Regions from separate parts of the Mus musculus genome. Here all the other regions are linked to region 2. A link is a contact called in public promoter capture Hi-C data. All regions are on one chromosome and are shown on one strand. Each heading gives the region's core, a stretch centred on a gene start, on an enhancer-like site or on the middle of the called end of the contact. The rest is flanking DNA. Distances are from core to core; before and after follow the strand shown.

Region 1 (4,722 bases), core at 2,210-4,709, 2.1 Mb before region 2:
CTAGAAAACAAAAATCCTCACTACAATTAGTATTCCTCATTCCTCTAGAGGAGTCAAGTTTGGTTTCCAGCACCTAGCTAAGGTGGCTCTCCACTGCCTGTAACCTTGGTTCAGAATTCAGTGCCTTCTCTGATGCACAAGTGGTGTACACTCACACAGATGGACAGGCAGACACACACACACACACACACACACACACACACACACATCTGACAAAATTAAAACACTAAATGTTCAGAACAAAGGCTATTGAACTTTCAGATCTGTGCTTACTTGGGAGTACATGTCAAACTCAGGAAGCTAAAAAGGGCCATGTAGGGGTGAGGGCTCTTCATGGGTGAGGGTATATAGAATACATACAATAGGAAAATAGAGGGGGGAGAATACTGGAGGCTAAAACTTTAAGCAGTGATTGGGTCGGGGTACAGCATGAGGGAGGAGTTTGTTAACCAAAACAAAGGATCTAAGGAAAGCATTTATGAAGACCCACTATGTGTAGGCTAATTAAAATGTGCGTGTAACTTTAAACACAGGTACCCAGCATGGGTAGTCAAAACTTCCCCCAGAAGATGTGTGTTATTAAACAAAAACTCAGTTCCAGACCTGGGATCAGGGTCAGAAAGGCCCCAGAGGCTCCCCAAACAACACTGGTGATTGCGGTTGCTCTTGGTTACTGACCATAACTAGATAGTAAGACACTATTGCTCGAGACAGAATATATTTTGGTTGCAGAGCATAAAGACATCAAACTAGGGGCAGGGGAGGGGGCATCGAGCTGGAACAGACCTAAAGCCTTCCTCCCTGCTGGCGAGTTTTCGTGTGCCAGAGGGTACTAACTAAGCAGACTGCAGGGGAAGTCGTCAGTGATACTACCCAGTGGTGAACCCTGAAGGCTATAACACCAACCTGCCATGCCCACTGGTACAATAGCAACACAAAGGTTATGAGGTAACCAACTGCTTTTGCATTGGATCTGAAGCCTGTTGCAAAGGAGAGAATTCATGTCTGGTACTGTAAACTTGAGGAACCTACAAGTTATCTTGCTAAATGGGCATGCCCAACTCCCTTCTAAATATTTATGTTTACATATAGATTAGTTCTGTCCTCAGCCTCAACCAGAGCAGATTCTCTGTAGTGGGCAGCAATTAGTGCAGAGACTCATAACTGGTCAAAGAACTGAGAGTGACTACTGAATGGCCAGCCCTAAGTAAGACATCTATTTCAACATACATGCACGTGCACATGCACACGCACACACACTAACTAAATAATGCATAAAAGGGAGCAATGGCTTGTAAATGTATCTTTTCTACTCCTATTGTCATCCCCAAGGCTTACTGTCTCTGTCTGCTAACCTAGGCCAGGTCCTAGAAGCTTCTAGCTTCCATACAATCTAATCTAGGGCTAGAATGTTTCCTGCCTGTGAGACTTACTGCTGAATAAGCTCACCTTTTCCTGTTCTGATCTCTGGCTGGCTGGTCAACTCAGCTGTTCTGGCTCAAACTCCTCTCCAAACTGACTGATTCAATCTGGCTTCTCTCTCTCGGCCTTTTCTTAATTGCTCTGCTTGGCCTCATACTGATTTTGGCAATCTGTTCTAATCTTCTGACTCCTTCTCAGTCTCTGGCTCCTCTGCCTTCCCCTGTGTTTAGCTTGCTCTCTCTTTTCAACCTTTTCTCTTTGTAACTGTCCTGGTAGATTCTCTCTTTCTCTCTCTCTCTCTCTCTCTCTCTCTCTGTGTGTGTGTGTGTGTGTGTGTGTGTGCTGCTATTGGTTATGTAACCTCTTTCCCCTCTCCTCTTGAGAGCTGGGTGTAGCCTATTCTGTCAAATCTTTCTCTGATTTGTTACTTTGTCTGCCACTCAATTAGACATAACTTTCAAACAAGGTGCTTTCTTCTACAAACTAACTTTACCTTCACTGTTTGGGATTAAAAGTGTGTTCTAAGGGCATATCTGTATTCTAACCAGAGGAATTAAAGGTGTGTGCTATGACTGAGCCACATCACAACTAGAAATCGTTTTTTTGTTTTTGTTTGTCTTTTAGTAAACAATACACTCTCAGGGTTCAGTGTGATCAAATATCCTGCAACAATGATTACTTTTAAATTGTCTTTTTTTATGTATATGAGTACACTGTAGCTACACAGATGCTTGTGAGCCTTCATGTGGTTGTTAGGAATTGAATTCTGGACCTCTGCTCACTCCAGCCCAGAGATTTATTATTATAGATAAGTACACTGTTGCTGTCTTCAGACACACCAGAAGAGGGCATCAGATCTCATTACGGGGTGGTTGTGAGCCACTATGTGGTTACTGGGATTAGAACTCAGGACCTTCAGAAGAGCAGTCAGTGCTCTTACCCGCTTAGCCATCTTGCCAGCCCACTTTTGAATTTTCTTGCATATTGTAAACATTATTTATGTAAATTCATATTTTGCCTGTGTGTCTATGCATCATATGCATGCAGTGCCCACAGAGGTTGAAAGAAGGCATCATCCCCTGGACTGAAGTTACAGTTTCAAGGAGTCACAGTGGTGCTGGGAAGCAAACCCAGGTTCTCTGGAAGAGCAGTGTGTGTGTGTGTGTGTGTGTGTGTGTGTGCACCATATCTGTGCGGGAGACCATGGCTTAAATGATAAGCTATGTCTCTAGCCCCAACATCCAATTTTTGAATGAATAAGTGAGAAAATGTCTTCATTGGTACAGTGTAGTATACAACCTGGAAAGGGCTTTACAATAAGGATGCAGTGTCCTAATTTAGGAATATGACGTGCCCTGGTAATTCTACTGACTCAGCCTCAACTTACTGGATGACACTGCTTATCTCTTCTTAAAGGCTTGAGGCCATGTGGCCTATGGCTAAGTGAGCAGACCTTCTAAGGCACTCAGACTCGTTAACCCCCTCAGGTTTGAAAACAGTTGTTCACACGGTAACCGTGAGGACGAAGCTATTGCATGGTGTTCCATATTACCCTCTACTCGAGTTTTGGATTCTAATTACACATTCTCAAGCTGAGGTAAAAAGAACAAGGAATCAGGATGTCTCCCTGGTAAGGAACTGCCTAGCCCTGGGCAATTAGTTTTTCGAAATCTCTTTCTGCTGGTTTTCATTTGTCATCCCCGCTCCTCTACCTGCCTGATTGTCAAGCCTACAGCACTATTATCTCTCTGAGGTGATAATGGCAGTGGGCGTGTGAGGACTTTTGGCCACGCGGGGGCAGCATTCTCCCTCCCAGGTTCACTCGACCCCTTCTGCAAAGACCCAGGGCAACCCAAGCAGAACAAAACCCCAGCGTGGGCTCGCCCTTTCATTTTAACTCGCTGTGCGCTAGATTGCAATGGAAGAAGCAGTTTCTTAGAATTCCAAGGGTCTCAAAGGAGTAGCCGACGTTCTCGCGATGTCGCCACCGGAAGTGGGTGGCGGCAGGCCCTCGGAGTTCTCGCGAGATGCCGGCGGGAAGTGGGTGGCGGCCGGGCCGAAGCTGATCACATCACTGGTCTGCTCTCGCTAGCTCGGAGCGGCTGTGGCCATTGCCTCGGGCGCTGTTTTCTGAGACCTCGCCTCGCCGCGGTCTTTCCTGCCCCCAGCTCGCGTGCACGGCCTCCGCTGCCGGTCGGTGCTCGGTGTCCCGCCGTCCCCATCCTTGGTCGGTCCGCCGTTAGGCCGTGCCTCAGGCCCAGTCCGTGGCGACGCCGGCAGGTGATGCCCAATACAGCCATGAAGAAAAAGGTGCTGTTGATGGGAAAGAGCGGGTCGGGGAAGACCAGCATGAGGTCGATCATCTTTGCAAATTATATTGCGCGCGACACTAGGCGCCTGGGTGCCACCATCGACGTGGAGCACTCCCACGTCCGATTCTTGGGGAACCTGGTGCTGAACCTGTGGGACTGTGGCGGCCAGGACACCTTTATGGAAAATTACTTCACCAGCCAGCGGGACAACATCTTCCGTAATGTGGAGGTTCTGATATACGTGTTTGACGTAGAGAGCCGCGAACTGGAAAAAGATATGCATTATTACCAATCGTGTCTGGAAGCCATCCTCCAGAATTCACCTGACGCCAAAATCTTCTGCCTGGTGCACAAAATGGATCTGGTTCAGGAAGATCAACGTGACCTGATTTTTAAAGAGCGAGAGGAAGACCTGAGGCGTTTGTCTCGCCCGCTGGAGTGCGCTTGTTTTCGAACGTCCATCTGGGATGAGACGCTCTACAAAGCCTGGTCCAGCATCGTCTATCAGCTGATCCCCAACGTTCAGCAGCTGGAGATGAACCTAAGGAATTTTGCCCAGATTATTGAGGCTGATGAAGTTCTGCTGTTCGAGAGAGCTACGTTCTTGGTGATTTCCCACTACCAGTGCAAAGAGCAGCGAGATGTGCACCGCTTTGAGAAGATCAGCAACATCATCAAGCAGTTTAAGCTGAGCTGCAGTAAATTGGCCGCTTCTTTCCAGAGCATGGAAGTGAGGAATTCTAACTTCGCTGCCTTCATCGACATCTTTACATCAAACACGTACGTGATGGTGGTCATGTCAGATCCATCCATCCCTTCTGCAGCTACTCTGATCAACATTCGTAATGCCAGGAAACACTTTGAGAAGCTAGAAAGAGTAGATGGGCCCAAGCACAGCCTCCTCATGCGTTGAAATAATGCCAAATGCTCTTTAGTAAAATGCTGAATTACGGTGTTTTTTTTTTTTTTGCATCATTTGTCTTTAATA
Region 2 (4,988 bases), core at 1,484-3,983:
CCTTGGCAATCTTTATATTAGGTTAGAACAGGGGACCTCCATTTAATGTTTCAGTCAAATCAAATGTTTTAATTTTTAGTATAACAGACATAATTACACATTTACTAAGATCATCTATAATTTGACACATGTAACACCACAAAAAAAAATCTAATTTTCTATGTATCTTTTTTACTTGTTAAAACAGCTGAATATATTTAATACTTTTCAAAATGCACTTGTATAGCCATTTACTAAACAATATCAAGCCAAACCAAAAAAAAAAAAGGGTCTAAGTTACCTTTTTGTCTATTAACTGTAGCAATAAGGAGAAACAATACAAGGGGATGAACAAGACCACCCATGATACACTGAAAAGGTATTACACCTTGGATCTAAGAATGATCTGAAGGTGCTGAAAGAGGTGATTCTCTAGAAGGTGACCCAGGGTTTTCTTCAGGTGGAAAAACTGTGAGAGTGCAAGCCCGAATGCCACCCAGCGACTCAGGAAGATCAAAAACTTTATGCCACTCGTCTTTTTCTGGGTCATATTTCTGGACAATTTCTACCATGCACCGGTTATTCCAAGAATATCCACCAACAACATAGATTTTGTTTTCAAAGACTGCAACTCCAACATCACTCTGACCTCTCAGCATAGCAGCAATTGGTGTCCACTGGTCAAGAGTTGGCGAATAGTATTCGCAGCTTAGGACATCATCATAATCACTTGTTCCTCTGAAGTGGTTGCCACCGATGACATACAGCTTGTCTCCAACTGTACACATGCAATGCAGACCTCGGACTGTAGTCATAGGAGCCTTCTGTGTCCATTTGTCTGTATCTGGGTCAAAACACATGAGCTCATTTTGGAAAGTGTCATGAGTGATTCCTCCGGAAATATACATTAAACCCCCATATACTGTTCCAGCATGGCCATAGTGGGGTTCACTCATCTTTGCAACGTAGCTCCATTCATTCATTCTTGGGTTGTAACATTCTACTGTGGCCAGTTCACCAGCTGCACTGCGCCCACCAACTGCATATAAATGTCCTTTGAGGGCACTCAGGTGAAAGAATGTGCGCTTTTCGTTTAATGATGCCACCTGCATCCACTTATTATAACGAGGATCAAATCTGAAAACTGTATCAACAGCCGTTTTTCCTTTTGTATCATAATTACTCTGGCCACCAACTACATAAAGGAAATTTCCAATAACAGCAATGCCATGCTGGTATCGAGGAGCATCCATGGGCGCTAACGACTTCCACTCCTGCGCCCTTTCGTCGTACATTCGTAACTCTTTACTGACAACTAGCTGTTGTCTCAAAACTCCTCCTAAGGTAACCAAATGAGTAGAATCAGATCGAATGGCAGTTCTGTCCGACTGCATCACCGGCTGCATATACGGCATCATTTGGTAATTGCTTGCTTCCAAAAGTAAATTCACACAGGTATTGTCTGTTCTCATGAAATCTACTGTCTGCACATAGTTGATGAGATCCTGTGGTGTCATCAGTGGAAAGCGAATATTCTTCATTAATTTTGCGGCATAGTCCATCCGAGGGTCTTCCAGCCTCAGCCAGCGGCAGGCTGCCTTGAAGAGCTCAAGTTCCGAACAGTGCTTGAGACTATTGCTGGAAAGCACAAAGGCAAGCCGTTCAAAGGGGAGTTTCAGAAACTCCCCAGTATTCAACAAGGCAGGAAAGTTCTTCAGGATGAAATTATTTACGTATTTATCCACTTCTATAAGATTGTAGGTGTTAGCAATCCGGCCAACCTCCACACAGTTATCCAAAGAGACGCCTGATATAAGAAATACTTTACAAAAATCCAAAACCGGCAAGATCTGTAGAAAGCTGGCAGCTTCAAGAGTGTCCTGAAGATTGTCCATATTAAGAGACAGTTTTGCAGTATAAATAAAATCAATGATTTTCTTCAGACCAACTTTGTTCACCCCATGAAGCTTGATGCACATCAAATCTTTCTCTTTCATTCCTCCAGTGAACATGGCCTTGAAATAATCACTGGCAGACGCCATCATGGCTCTATGAACCGGGAAGATTTCCTCTCCATCGCCAGGTACCAGCGTCACGTCACAAAGTAGGCCCTCTATTCTGAGCTGATCAAAGCCTTGCAATACAACCGAACTGTGCGTGTTGCTGGTAAAAAACCGCGTAGTTCCAGACTTGCAAGGCTGCAGGTGGGCAGAGACGCCCATGTCGCCGTTACCCAGAGACACCTTCATGGGAGAAGCCGGAGCTCGCTGCGAGCTGCAGGCCGCAGACGTTACAAAGAGAACGCTCTCGGGAAACCCCGGGGCCGCCGAACCAAGGGCAAGCAAGCGGTCGCCGCAGCACCGCTCTGGGCACACCGACGTCCGCCCTGCAGCAACAGCAGCACGCACCTCAAATCTGCCAGGAGAGCGGGTGAGTCATCACCCGGGGCAGTTACGTGACCGCTTCACCTCCTCCGGTCCCGGGCTGTCGTCCTTCGCCGCTGCGCTCAGGGCGGGGGAGGGGCCGTCACGGCCTGCGCACCCCGGCTGCCGCCCTCCAAGGCTCAGCCACCCCAACGAGCTGCGGCCGCGTCCTCTGCGATCCCCGCTGTGTCGTCGCGGCTACGGACTTGGCTTGGAGCAGGGCCTGGAATCCCGACTTGGGCCTAGAACGGCGGCCTAGCACCGAGAGCCAGCCCGACCTTCCGGAAAGGCAGAATCCCAGGATCCCCCGGGCTAGGAGCGGCTGCACAGCTAGTGCGCTTGCGCGGCTGAGCTGGCAAGGGGGCGGTGGATGGGGGCAGGGCGCGGGCGGGACTGGGGGCGGGGTTCCGGCCGGCCAGCGAGGCCGGTGCAGGGTCCATTATGTAAGCTTGTAGGAATGCGCGTGCGTGTGCTTAAGCTTGCTTTTCAAGAGCGCGTTCTTTTCAAGATTTACGCTTAAGGTCTTTGCCAGAGCAGCAACGAAAGGCAACCTTTGTTCAAACACAAGAAGCCTGGCAGAAGAAATCATTGTATCGTTTTATTTATTTATTTTCTTCAAGAACAGTTTTACAGTTTGCGTCACACTCAATTAAAAATGTTGATTGTAAAAGGTTTTTTGTTTGTTTGTTTAACATTTAAGACACATGAGATTTAACTTGCCACTAAATTTTGGTCCTAATGATACATTTTTTTAATATTTGGCAGGAGAGATAATGCCTTCATAAATACGGTTTTCAGGGTTTTGTTTTCCAAACACTATTTTTAACTGGCTACAGTTTTCCAGTAGTTGAGCATGTTATAGTTTACTTTGTCCACTGTTTTCATCAGTGTACAAATGTCCTCCATTATCTTATGGACTCTGTAATAAGCGCAGATGATTTGAACACAAAACGTTATCCTGATTTGGATAATGATAATATTTGGTAGAATATTCAAGTCAATGTTTCCAAAATAGTTACCCTTTGCGTTTCCCTTGTGTTGAACTTTGCTTTTATAAGTATTTTTTATTAACATGCAGTTCTCTAGCTACTGGCAAATTTTAACTTTGATTTGAGAATAAGTATATAATTTGCCGTAGTTCTCTGTTCTCGAAGTTCCAAATCCTTCTAGCGTTTACTTGTATGCAGACTAAGAATATACTTACATTCTTATGCTCCACTTCCTGGCTCTTTTCTAAATGGCATGTATCCTACTGGATTTTTTTTTTCCAGTTCAAGATTTTCCAAAATTGGTATATAGAGAGCTTACTTACAACCTGTTGATGACCCCAAAAAAATGTATGTAATTTACTTAACTATAGGTGATTAATCTTCCTTTATTTCTCCTTCCTTCTTCTCCCGGTGGTTTCCGGCCAATTGCAGCAATCCCGGGAAACTAGTAGAACAACATTCTTTTCCCCAAACTAGTAGAACAACCTGTGGTCGTCGTTCCTTCCCCCCCCCCCCCCCAGGTGCCCTGTTATACCAGAGCTTTGTTGAAATGAGAATGGTCTTGAGAAGTTCTTCCCAGGAGCTAAGTTCTGGGAGGCTGCTTGGTTCAGGAGTTGGGGTAAGCCTTTCCTGAGTGGCTCTGACATGTCACCTGGCTGTGAAGAGGCACTTCCGAGAGATTAATTTCTACCTGTAGGGAAAGAAAGAACAAGATCACTTCCTGAGAAGGTGCCAGAGCAAACTTCAAGACATCGGTCCTTTCCCTACTAAGCTAGCAAGGTTAATGAGAAACCAGGCATGAACATTTATGGTTATTAGGGACACATGCTCCTCATATTTCAATGGTTTATTTTACATTTATTTTTATGTTCATTGGTGTTTTGTCTGCATGTATGGCTATGCGAGGATGTCAACTGGAGTAACAGGCAGGTGTGATCTATCCTCTAGATGCTTGGAACTGAACCCTGGGTCCTCTGGAAGAGCACCCAGTGCTCTTTACCTCTGAGCCATCTCTCCAGCCACCAACATTTAACTATTTTAAAAGATTATTTTGGGGGCTGGTGAGATGGCTCAGTGGGTAAGAGCACCCGACTACTCTTCCGAAGGTCCAGAGTTCAAATCCCAGCAACCACATGGTGGCTCACAACCATCCGTAACAAGATCTGACTCCCTCTTCTGGTGTGTCTGAAGACAGCTACAGTGTACTTACATATAATAAATAAATCTTAAAAAAAAAAGATTATTTTGTTCTGCTTTCACCAATATTTGGTAGTCATGTTAAACAGGTATGTGTTAAAAGCATCGACTTAGGGTCATCGGCCCACTAGACATAGCATTTACTCGTGTGCTTTATTATATCAATTCCAATATATTTTTTTTTAATTTCATTTATTATATCTTAGTATTTAGCACATATGAGATCATGTTCACCTTCACATTTAACTTAAAAAGAAGTATTTACTTTCTTTTTTAAAGGATTCGTTTCTTTTATTTATTTGAGTACACAGTTGCTGTCTTCAGACACACTAGAAGAGGGCAACAGATCCCATTACAGATGGTTGTGAGCTACTATGTGGTTGCTGGGAATTGAACTCAG
Region 3 (4,588 bases), core at 1,507-4,006, 2.1 Mb before region 2:
GGATGTTCCTTACTGGCTTGCTTCCCCTGGCTTGCTCAGCCTGCTCTCTTATAGAACCCAAGACTATCAGCCCAGAGATGGTCCCACCCACAAGGGGCCTTTCACCCTTGATCACTAATTGAGAAAATGCCTTAGAGTTGGATCTCATGGAGGCATTTCCTCAACTGAAGCTCCTTTCTCTGTGATAACCCCAGCTGTGTCAAGTTGACACAAAACTAGCCAGTACACTCCTATAATAAATAATTAAATCTAAAAAAGAAAAAAGAAAAAAAAGAAAAGTTTGGGCGGGGAGCTAATTCAGTGGTAAGGGAGCTCAATACCCAGCCTGAGGACCTGAATTAGATCTGGTATTCTCTGAGCATTGGCACGGCATGCATCTACACACAAATGCATACACACATGCAGACACAAAATGTAAACACAAATGTAATCAAATTTTGTTTTTTCAATCTGCACACGCTGTATGAGAAAGCTAACTCAGGAAACCCCCTTGGATGATGCCTTTGTAATTTCAGTTATTAACACAAAAGTGTTTTGGAAATTTACTTTTTCTTTTCTTTTTGGTTTGTTGTCTTGTCTTGAGACACGTTCTCACTATATAGCTCTGACTAGCCTGGATTTTGTTAGGTAGACTAAAGTGGGCTTGAACACAAAGATCTGCCTGCCTAATTGGACTAACGGCACACACCCTCGAGTATAGGGTTGTTGTTGTTGTTTGTTTGTTTGTTTGTTTGTTTTTCCTTTTTGAGACACTGTCTCATACAGCCCAGGCAGCCTGCAGTTCACTATGTAGCCATGGTCTGCCTTCAACTGACACCTCTTCACCTCCCTTCAAAGTGCTGGGGTGTGAGCACCACGCCTGGCTGGGAAGTTTCTATTAGAGTAATAAGAGTGAGCACCGGTATGGCTGTGAAGAGCCCATCCGTGTGAAGGAAGGTCAGCAGACAGTTTCTGGGTAGAGGAGGGATTGTGCTTCAGGAAGGCCTGGGGGATCCCTGGTGTGACTTAGCACTCACCCTACCCAGTCCCTTGGGCTCAGTGTTGACCGCAGAATCTAGACTCACTTTGTGGCTCCAGCTTCTGGATGATGGGCAGGGCACTTGTCATGGCCGCAGAGGTCACGGTCTTCACGCCCTTCTCGGCCATCTCACACACGGATCTCAAATACGGGTACTGATCCTTTGTACTGACATAAGCGGAGGACACAAGGTCGTAGGTAGAGCTCACCAAGGGCAGGTTGGCCACTCTCATCACCACGCTCTGCAAACACGGAGGAGTGGATAGTAATGACTCAAATCACAAGAAAGGAAAAAGGACCAAGAAACGAATACTTAAAAAAAATCATACCTGTTGCGGATCCACTACTGCTGCTGCCATTTTTTCCTCCTGGAGAAAAGAGACGCCTGGAGAGAAAAGAAACTGGTTTCAGAACATTGAGGACCAATTCCTGTCCCAACCTAGGCAGGCCCACAATTCCAGCATAGACAGTTTCAGTTCCCCAACCCCACCCCTCTAGTTCAGAGCCCTTTTCAAGGCCAACAACCTGACTGGAGGCTCCAGGGCTGTTTACACACTTTCAATAGGAAAGAGTAGTCATTGTCCTGTCTCTTAAATGGGACACTAGAAATGCCTCTGAAATGCCTGTTCTCAAAAATGCTAACCCAAAAGGCAGAAAATTCCATTTAAACAGAAGACATCTTAGATTCCCCCAAACACCTGCCCTTAATTAGTTAATGGATTTATTTCTGTAGGCTTTCTGAGACAGTATTTCTCTTTGTAACAGTCCTGGCTAGCCAGGTTGGCCTGGAACTCACCAGACCTACCTGCCTTTGCCTCCCAAGTGCTAGAATTAAAGATGGCCCTTGCTATACTTAGTCTCTGCCTGTCTAAAGCCCAGGCTGACTCTCTCTACTCTACTTCACTAGTGTTGGTATTAGGTACAGGCCACCATGCCGGGCTCTCAGCATCAGGACTATCAAACTGATACTTGAGGGTGTTTACCACTCTTGTGAACAAGATTGAAACCAGCAGTGGCTGCCTTAATGCTGACTGAGCTCAAGAAAGTCACTCCAGGGAACTGTAAAATCTCCTATCCCCAGTGACCCACACCCACATGAAACTGCCTTCTGCCCAGCAACAGAACCTGTCTAGACTGCTCTGCCTCCAATCCAAAGTCCCAGTTCCTTAGGAAGAACTGTCCAGAAAGCAGAAGCTTCGAGCAGTATCTATACCAAGGAGCAGCCCATAAAATATCTCCTTCCGTTTTCCAAGGGTGAGGTGGGGCTGAGGCAGAGGAGGAGCAAGAGTTTCAGCCCAGCTTGGACCATAGAGAGCCTGCGGGCAGCCAGTGCTGCCTAGTGGGACACTAAAGGAAACCCAGACAATTCTCACTATGCACCTTATAAGTTCTTCTGTGAGGTGTTTCCATTTAAATAAAACCTCGACCGGACAAATGCAAGTTGCTCTACCACAGAAGGACGTGCAAACAGAAAGGAAAACTCTAGAACAAAAGCGAGAGCTTTCCCAACCAGCCCGGGGCTGCTCCCTCCCCCCTCCTCCCCCACCGACCCATTGCTGCAGTTCCGAGCCCAGTGCAGGCAGAGCAGCAGCGGCCTGAGGGCCAGATCTGGTGCAGGACCTACCTAACAGGAGAGCTGAGGGACGAGCAAGTCCGCACGGTCCAGATCACCACACAGCAAAGCGGCCAGAACGACTGTTAAAATATCGCTTGACTGCCCCGCCCAAGCCTCCGAGCCACGTGATAGCCCAGCTGCCTGGGGCCGCTGAACCCTGTGCTGGGCTGGACTGGGACTCTGGGGCCACTCATTGGGGATGAGGGCGTGGGAACCCCAACCTGGTGCCACAATATCGGGGGCCTCCTTGGTTTCCTGAGCCCAGTGCCCTGAGATCCCAGATCAGTACAAGAAGAGCAGGAGCCAGCCGGGGCGAGGCCTTCTGCTGTCTGACTTAGGTCAGGGGTCCTGAAAGCTGCATTGCAAAGATGCAGGGCGTCTTGGGGTTTTGGAAAATGCAGACAAATTAACCAGAGTCTTCAGAAAAGACCACTTCAAAACTGGAAGTTCGGGTTCTAACCTTTTACTTTAAGTCAAGAAAGTTACAAAGATGTGTGGAATTCCAACACGTTAATGACCTGTAGGGACTTCTGGTTTACTGCTCTATGGATGTAAACAATTCATCCATGGGATGTGGCGGCTCTGGTCTGTAATCCCCAGCCAGCACTAGGGAAATTGCGGCAGGAGGATTGTTGTGAGTTCTAGGCCAGAAAAAATACCGTTCTCAAAGAGAGACAACTTATCAAAAGCTTCTAATTAAAAGGTTGATCTGAATTTCCACAAGCAAAGCTTGAGCCTCTCTTCTGTGTTTTCTTTAGTAAAACAATTCCAAATTGCTCCTTAGTGATATCAGCCAACAACTAAGGAAGATGGCCAACTTTATCGTGACTTATGCAATATTTTTAAGTGGTCTGAATCATTTTTTAATCCTTGTCGAGAGGGCAGGGACGTGAACTGGGTTATTTGATCTTGAAAGTTGTACAGCCATCTGGAGTCATAAGGGTTCAGGGAATTTCTTTCCTGGAAAAAGATACAGGTGCAGGCCTTCTAGTTCCTTGCAAGGGAAACTAGAAGGAACAGTTGAAGATAGGAAGGAAGCTCTTGTGCCCTAGCTACATAGATCCCCTGTCACCAGAATATGTAATAAGAGCAACAGCAACAGTGCTGGGCCCTACTAACCGGGGCTTGTGGAAGGTGCCTTTGGAGCTATGGAATTTGAACTCTGGGCAGCACTCACCTCCACGTCAATCATTTCCCCAAAGTTGCATACACACAAGCGCTGCTTACTTTTTCAAAGGTCCAAAGAGCCAAACTGGCTTCATTAATATGTGTGCCTGAATCAATCCATTGCAGGCACTGGAAGACACCACCGTATAATTATAAAGGAAAAAGAAAAAGAAGAAATGTCTGGAAGTCCAAAGATGCTCTGGATGTTTTTATTAAAGATTGTGTTTTACATGCGTATGCATGTATGTATGTATGTATGTATGTATGTATGTATGTATGCCACATCTGTGCAGATGTCATCTGAGACCTTTTAGAAAAGGACATTGGATTGCTAGGAGCTGAAGTTTAGCTGATTGTGAGCCAAAGCACTCAGGAGACTGAGACAGGAGGATTACAGGTTTGAGACTAGGTTGAGCTACATAGTGAATACCAAACCAGGCAGGCTACACAGCAAGACACTGACCCCACCAAACCAAACCAAACCAAACCACCCCACAATTCTCCTTCTGATAGTGATGATGATGTAAAAATGAGAACAATCAACTACATCCTTTTTTTAAATTTAATTTTATTTTTTGGTATTATTCTAAGTCAGAGGTTCTCAACCTGTGGGTCATGGCTCAGGAGTCTAACAACCCTTTCACAGGGGCCGCCTAAGACTATCTGCATAGCAGATATTTACATTTCGGTTCATAACAGTAGCAAAATTACAGCTAAGAAGTAGCAACAAAATAATGATACAGTTGGAGGTCACCACAGCTGTTTTAAAGGGTGACAGCAATAGGAAG
Region 4 (4,851 bases), core at 2,236-4,735, 2.1 Mb before region 2:
CAAAGCTTCAATCTAGAAGCTAGAAAAACTGCCTCCTCCCCAAAATATCCCAGGTCAGGTGTATATTCAACAAGTGTTGAATGAACACATATACCACCTCCAACTCCCCTTTCCTTCCCACTGCTAATTTACGGTGGTGTGGATAGCTATGCAGGTCTCCTTCCCCTCTAGTCCACTCCCTAACAAAACTAACGAGACTTTCAAAATGCAGTCTTTAAGACAAATTCCTTGGACTGAAACAATTTATAAGAACAGAAGTTAACATATGCCCATATAAACTATAAACTCATAGAATTACAAACAAAAAGTCTGCCACAGATGTGAACAGAATTTGTTGTTTTTAAGTAAACATGATATGATATTCACCCTCAAAGTTATAGTTAAGTTTGATTTGGTAATTGTCTAGTAGTTACTACTATTAGCATATGTAGTGCTTTGGTTAGAAGTCTGTTCTAGGTGGCTCAGCAGGTAAAGGTGCTTGCCACTAAGCCTTACTACCTGAGTTCCATCCCTGGGACACCCACATGGTGGCAGGAAAGACTTGACTCCACACAAATATTGAGAGAAATCAAGAATAGATGAGACACCTAAGGAAAGGAACTTGCCTCCCAGAAATGCAAGCCTGAAGATCTGAATTCTATTCCCAAACTCAAGTAAATAAATCGTCTAACTACACATTGTCCTTTGACCTGCACACACTTGCTGTGGCTCGCACTTGCACACTCACAGACAATAAATGAAACAAAAACTAAGAAACAGATGAATAACTGGGAATGGTGGTACATACTTCTACCACACCTGACACTTGGAGGTGGAGGCAGAAGGATTAGGAGATTAAGGTCATATCTGGAGTTTGAGACCAGCCTGAGATATTAAAACCTTTTTCTCCAAAAAAGAAAAAAAAAAAAAGGAAGAAAAAGAAGGAGGAAGAGGAAAAAGAAGGAAGAGGAGGAGGAAGGGGAAGATGAGGAGGAAAAAGGAGGAGGAAGAGAAAGAAAGGAAGAAAGGAAGAAAGAAAAAAGGAAGGAAAGAAAGAGAGAGAGAGAGAGAGAGAGAGATTAAAAATAAGATACCTAGGTGCATTAACACAACCATTAGAACTGAAATTATACTGACAAAATACATGCAGGCACAATGGCACACTCCTGCAATCAATCCCAGCACTCCAGAAGCCAAGGCAAGAGGATTATCACAAGCACAAGACCAGCTGGGAGCAGAGTCTCATGCCTTTAGTCCCAGTACCTAGGAAACAGAGGCAAATGGATCTCTCATGAGTCTGAAGCCAACCCAGTCTACATAATGCATTCCAGGACAGCCAGAGAGCTAAATAGTGAGACCCTGTCTTGGAAAAAAAAAAAAAAAAACAAAAATTGAAGAAAAACAAAAAGATAACAATTAAATAGATGGGGGCAACAGATGACGGATCTATCCCCAGATTATTCTTGTCCTTGGTGAGGAACATGAGGAACATAACAGAAACTGTCTCCAGCCCGGTTTCTTTTTTCTTTTCTTTTCTTTTCTTTTCTTTTCTTTTCTTTTCTTTCCTTTTCTTTTCGAGACAGAGTTTCTCTGTAGCCCTGGCTGTCCTGGAACTCACTCTGTAGACCAGGCTAGCCTTGAACTCAGAAATCCACCTGCCTCTGCCTCCCGAGTGCTGGGATTAAAGGCATGCACCGTCATGCCCAGCCAGCCCTGTTTCTGGAAACTTCATCACCCTATTCTGGTAGCATAGTTATGTGAGGGCTGAAATGTAACAGCAGCAAAAGTTTCTGAAAATGCATCAACCAAAAGTTAACATGATATCAACACTTAAGCAAGAGAGGCAAACAGAGCTGGAGGCCATGGTATATAATCATCCATCTCAAAGGAAAAAAATGGGGGAGCATCCTTTAGTATGCAAATTTACTTTCGTCCCTAATAGTAAAATTACATGTATGCCATGGAATTGCTTTAAAATAACATGTATAACCTACTACAAGTGAATGATTGCATACTATCATATACCTACTTAACTGAGGTTGCATAAAAATGTCTAAAGCATCAAAAAACAAAACAAAGTTAATTTAACTAGGGATGGTTGGTGGGACGTTTTAATCCCCAGCACATAAGAGGCAAGGGCAGGCTGGTATCTGAGTTCAAGGCTAGCCTGTCCACAAAAAGAGGTCCAGAAGCCTTGTCTTGAAAAATAAACAAACAAACAAAAACAAAAATCAAACAAAAGACAAAATTCATTGAGACTGGAGAGATGTCTCAGGTTACTAACAGTGTCTGCGCCTCCAAAAAGACACGGGTTCAATTCCCAGAATCCACATGGCAGATCTAAACTGTAACTCCAGTCCCAGAAGATCTGACAACCTCACACAAGACATACAAGCAAGCAAAACAGCAATCTGGAGGAGCAAGGCGATGGAATTAAAATCCCAGCACACCTCCCATTACTACAGAGAGGGGGGTTTTGTCTCAAAATAAAAATAATAGTAGCCGGGCGGTGGTGGCGCACGCCTTTAATCCCAGCACTTGGGAGGCAGAGGCAGACGGATTTCTGAGTTCAAGGCCAGCCTGGTCTACAAAGTGAGTTCCAGGACAGCCAGGGCTATACAGAGAAACCCTGTCTCGAAAAAAAAAAATAGTAATAATGGTGATGATGGTGATATAGTAATAATAGAATCATTCTTTCCATTAAATTATAAGGAGGAAAGGGGGCCTGAAACCGGAAGCTCGTGTCTAAAGTATACAAATATAAACAAAGTATTTCTTTTTGTGATCGCAACCATAACTGAAGTGGCAAAGGAAAGGGTATCGGCTTTTGATTTTCATTCCCACACATTATTATGTTTTTGCTAGCTGTAACATGTTTTAGTTCGGATTCAAAGTTTAAACCCACAGTTAACTACTTATAAGATGTTTGCATATATAGTTCCCCGACGCCTCCCACCAACTACAGACCACGAAGGCAGGGTTAAGCGGGCCCGCCGTTGTGCCTCAACTGCAGAGCACGCCTCTAAAGCGTCCCGCACCCGCATCCCTTACACTGGTGACGACCAGTCCCCCACCACAGGGTTCTGCCGCCAGTGACTGGACGCCAAGGACCGCGCCACCGCCCCAGATCTCCTTACTCTCCAAGGTGCGCGTGCGGCACCATCTTCCCGCCGAACGTGATGCTGGAGCTCGGATCCAAGCCCAGCGCCTGCAGGTACATCCAGAGATGCTGCTTCTCGAAAGCGGAGTCCCGGGCCGAGCTCATGCTTTCCACGGGCAGGGCGACTGTGACGGAGGAAAACGAAGGCACCGAAGCCGTGAGGACCCTTGGACCCCTCCTACAGGCATCCCGGGGTGACGACAACCCCTCTGCGGCGGCCGCCCGCTGCCTCCTCTCCGAGAGCCATCCCACCACAAAAGGCCGAACGCGCCCAGAAAAACAGACAGTGACTGCAGCGCTCCACGCAAACCAAGACTCCCGCGCTTGCGGAAGACTACACTGCGCAGGCGCAGGCGCAGTCCCGACTTCCGGGACTGGTCTTCCTAAGAGGACTCAATCTCCCACCATGCAATGCATCCCTGTCTCCGGGCACATGAAGTCCCTGAGAGAAACTATAAGACCCACAAAGCATTGCGTGACCAGCCAATTGCCCCAAGGTCCGGAAACCGGGTGTTTTCTAGAGCCCTCCCGGCCTTAGTTCCGGATTCTTTGCGTTTTAGGTTTCTGTTGCTCGGGTTGTGATTGCTGTTCAGTAAAAGCTACATTGTAGCTCCTTATAGTGAGTGATGCAGGTGTATGGCCCTAAACAAATCATCTTTTCCTTTATTTTAAGACAGGGTCTTGTCCGGTGGAGGCAGCGGTGTACTCCTTTAATCCCAGTACTCAGAGGAGAAGAACTTTGTTAGTTCGAGAACACTACTGATTTCCGGGACAGCCAGAGCTACACAAAGAAACCCTGTCTCGAAATAAAACAAAGCAAAACCAAAAAGGCAGGATCTTGCTATGTAGCTCTAACTTTATGTAGCGCAGTCTGGCGTCGAAGACTGTACCTGCCTTCCTACTATATGAATTAATGGGCAAGAGTCACAGGGGCCGATGGAGTTGTTCATTGATCACCTCATCTAGAGTGCTTGGCAAAATTTTTATTATCAAATGTTTCTTTGGTCGTGGAGGTTGCAAGTCGAGATTTCTTTTAGCCTCCTCTGGCCTTGAACTCCCTTCCCAAAGGAAGATGACCCTGAATTCCTAATTCTGGAATGCTCTCCATCTTTGTGGGAGGCACCACCAGCCATACTTCAACTTGCTGTACTAGAAATCTGTCTCTCACCGGGCAGCACTTGGGAGGAGAAGACAGGCGGATTTCTGAGTTGCAGGCCAGCCTGGTCTACAGAGTGAGTTCCAGGACAGCCAGAGCTATTCAGAGAAACCCTATCTCGAATAACAACTACAACAAAGTCTGTCTCTCTGCTGAGTGTCAGGAGTCATAATGGGACAAGCATCATCCTGAAGTGGTCTACTTCGGATTATTAGATGACCTGCGACAGGTGCACCCTTATTAAGCAAGGCTGTAAGGAATTCATTTTAGGGAAGATTCCTGCTATTAATATTGCTTTTCCTGTTATTATTAAAAATATATAACAATCACTAAGTAGTAGCACACCCCTTTGGAGCAGATCTCTGCAGATCCATGAAGATGTATTGTCTTGTAGTGATGCCATATAGACAAATAGATGACTTAAGTCATCATGATGATCCTATAAGAATTCCTAAAATTTTATCTGTGATTATTAAGCTCATTTTTACTGGGACTCCTATTAAGTCGTTTTTGATAGTCAAAACTGCAATGAGAACTCGGCCAATTTTCCACATGT

Evidence for each region. Promoter capture Hi-C pulls out the DNA fragments that hold promoters and counts their contacts. Capture Hi-C pulls out chosen DNA fragments and counts their contacts.
Region 1: a promoter capture Hi-C map of adipose tissue shows a contact between it and region 2, with 3 times the contacts expected there. The contact joins the promoter of Rraga here to the promoter of Klhl9 in region 2. A contact is called at or near these places in 1 of 39 promoter capture datasets (pre-B cells), 2 of 115 datasets of contacts at active chromatin or transcription factors (astrocytes and regulatory T cell precursor) and 2 of 9 other capture datasets (adipose tissue and liver).
Region 3: a contact with region 2 is called in a promoter capture Hi-C map of liver, with 5 times the contacts expected there. The contact joins the promoter of Plin2 here to the promoter of Klhl9 in region 2. A contact is called at or near these places in 2 of 39 promoter capture datasets (liver and pre-B cells) and 2 of 9 other capture datasets (adipose tissue and liver).
Region 4: a promoter capture Hi-C map of pre-B cells shows a contact between it and region 2, with 3 times the contacts expected there. The contact joins the promoter of Haus6 here to the promoter of Klhl9 in region 2. A contact is called at or near these places in 2 of 39 promoter capture datasets (liver and pre-B cells), 1 of 484 Hi-C or Micro-C datasets (B cells), 1 of 115 datasets of contacts at active chromatin or transcription factors (astrocytes) and 1 of 9 other capture datasets (adipose tissue).

The regions. Positions count from the first base shown.
Region 1 is chr4:86,572,214-86,576,935 of GRCm38.p6, forward strand. It overlaps Rraga (Ras-related GTP binding A), which reads left to right and starts at 3,460. Exons shown (of 1, transcript NM_178376.3): 1 at 3,460-4,722. The coding sequence starts at 3,706. The coding sequence ends at 4,647.
Region 2 is chr4:88,719,775-88,724,762 of GRCm38.p6, forward strand. It overlaps Klhl9 (kelch-like 9), which reads right to left and starts at 2,734. Exons shown (of 1, transcript NM_172871.2): 1 at 1-2,734. The coding sequence starts at 2,228. The coding sequence ends at 375.
Region 3 is chr4:86,667,303-86,671,890 of GRCm38.p6, forward strand. It overlaps Plin2 (perilipin 2), which reads right to left and starts at 2,757. Exons shown (of 8, transcript NM_007408.3): 1 at 2,643-2,757; 2 at 1,348-1,403; 3 at 1,065-1,260. The coding sequence starts at 1,377.
Region 4 is chr4:86,608,570-86,613,420 of GRCm38.p6, forward strand. Haus6 (HAUS augmin-like complex, subunit 6) reads right to left here and starts at 3,486. Exons shown (of 17, transcript NM_173400.3): 1 at 3,117-3,486. The coding sequence starts at 3,244.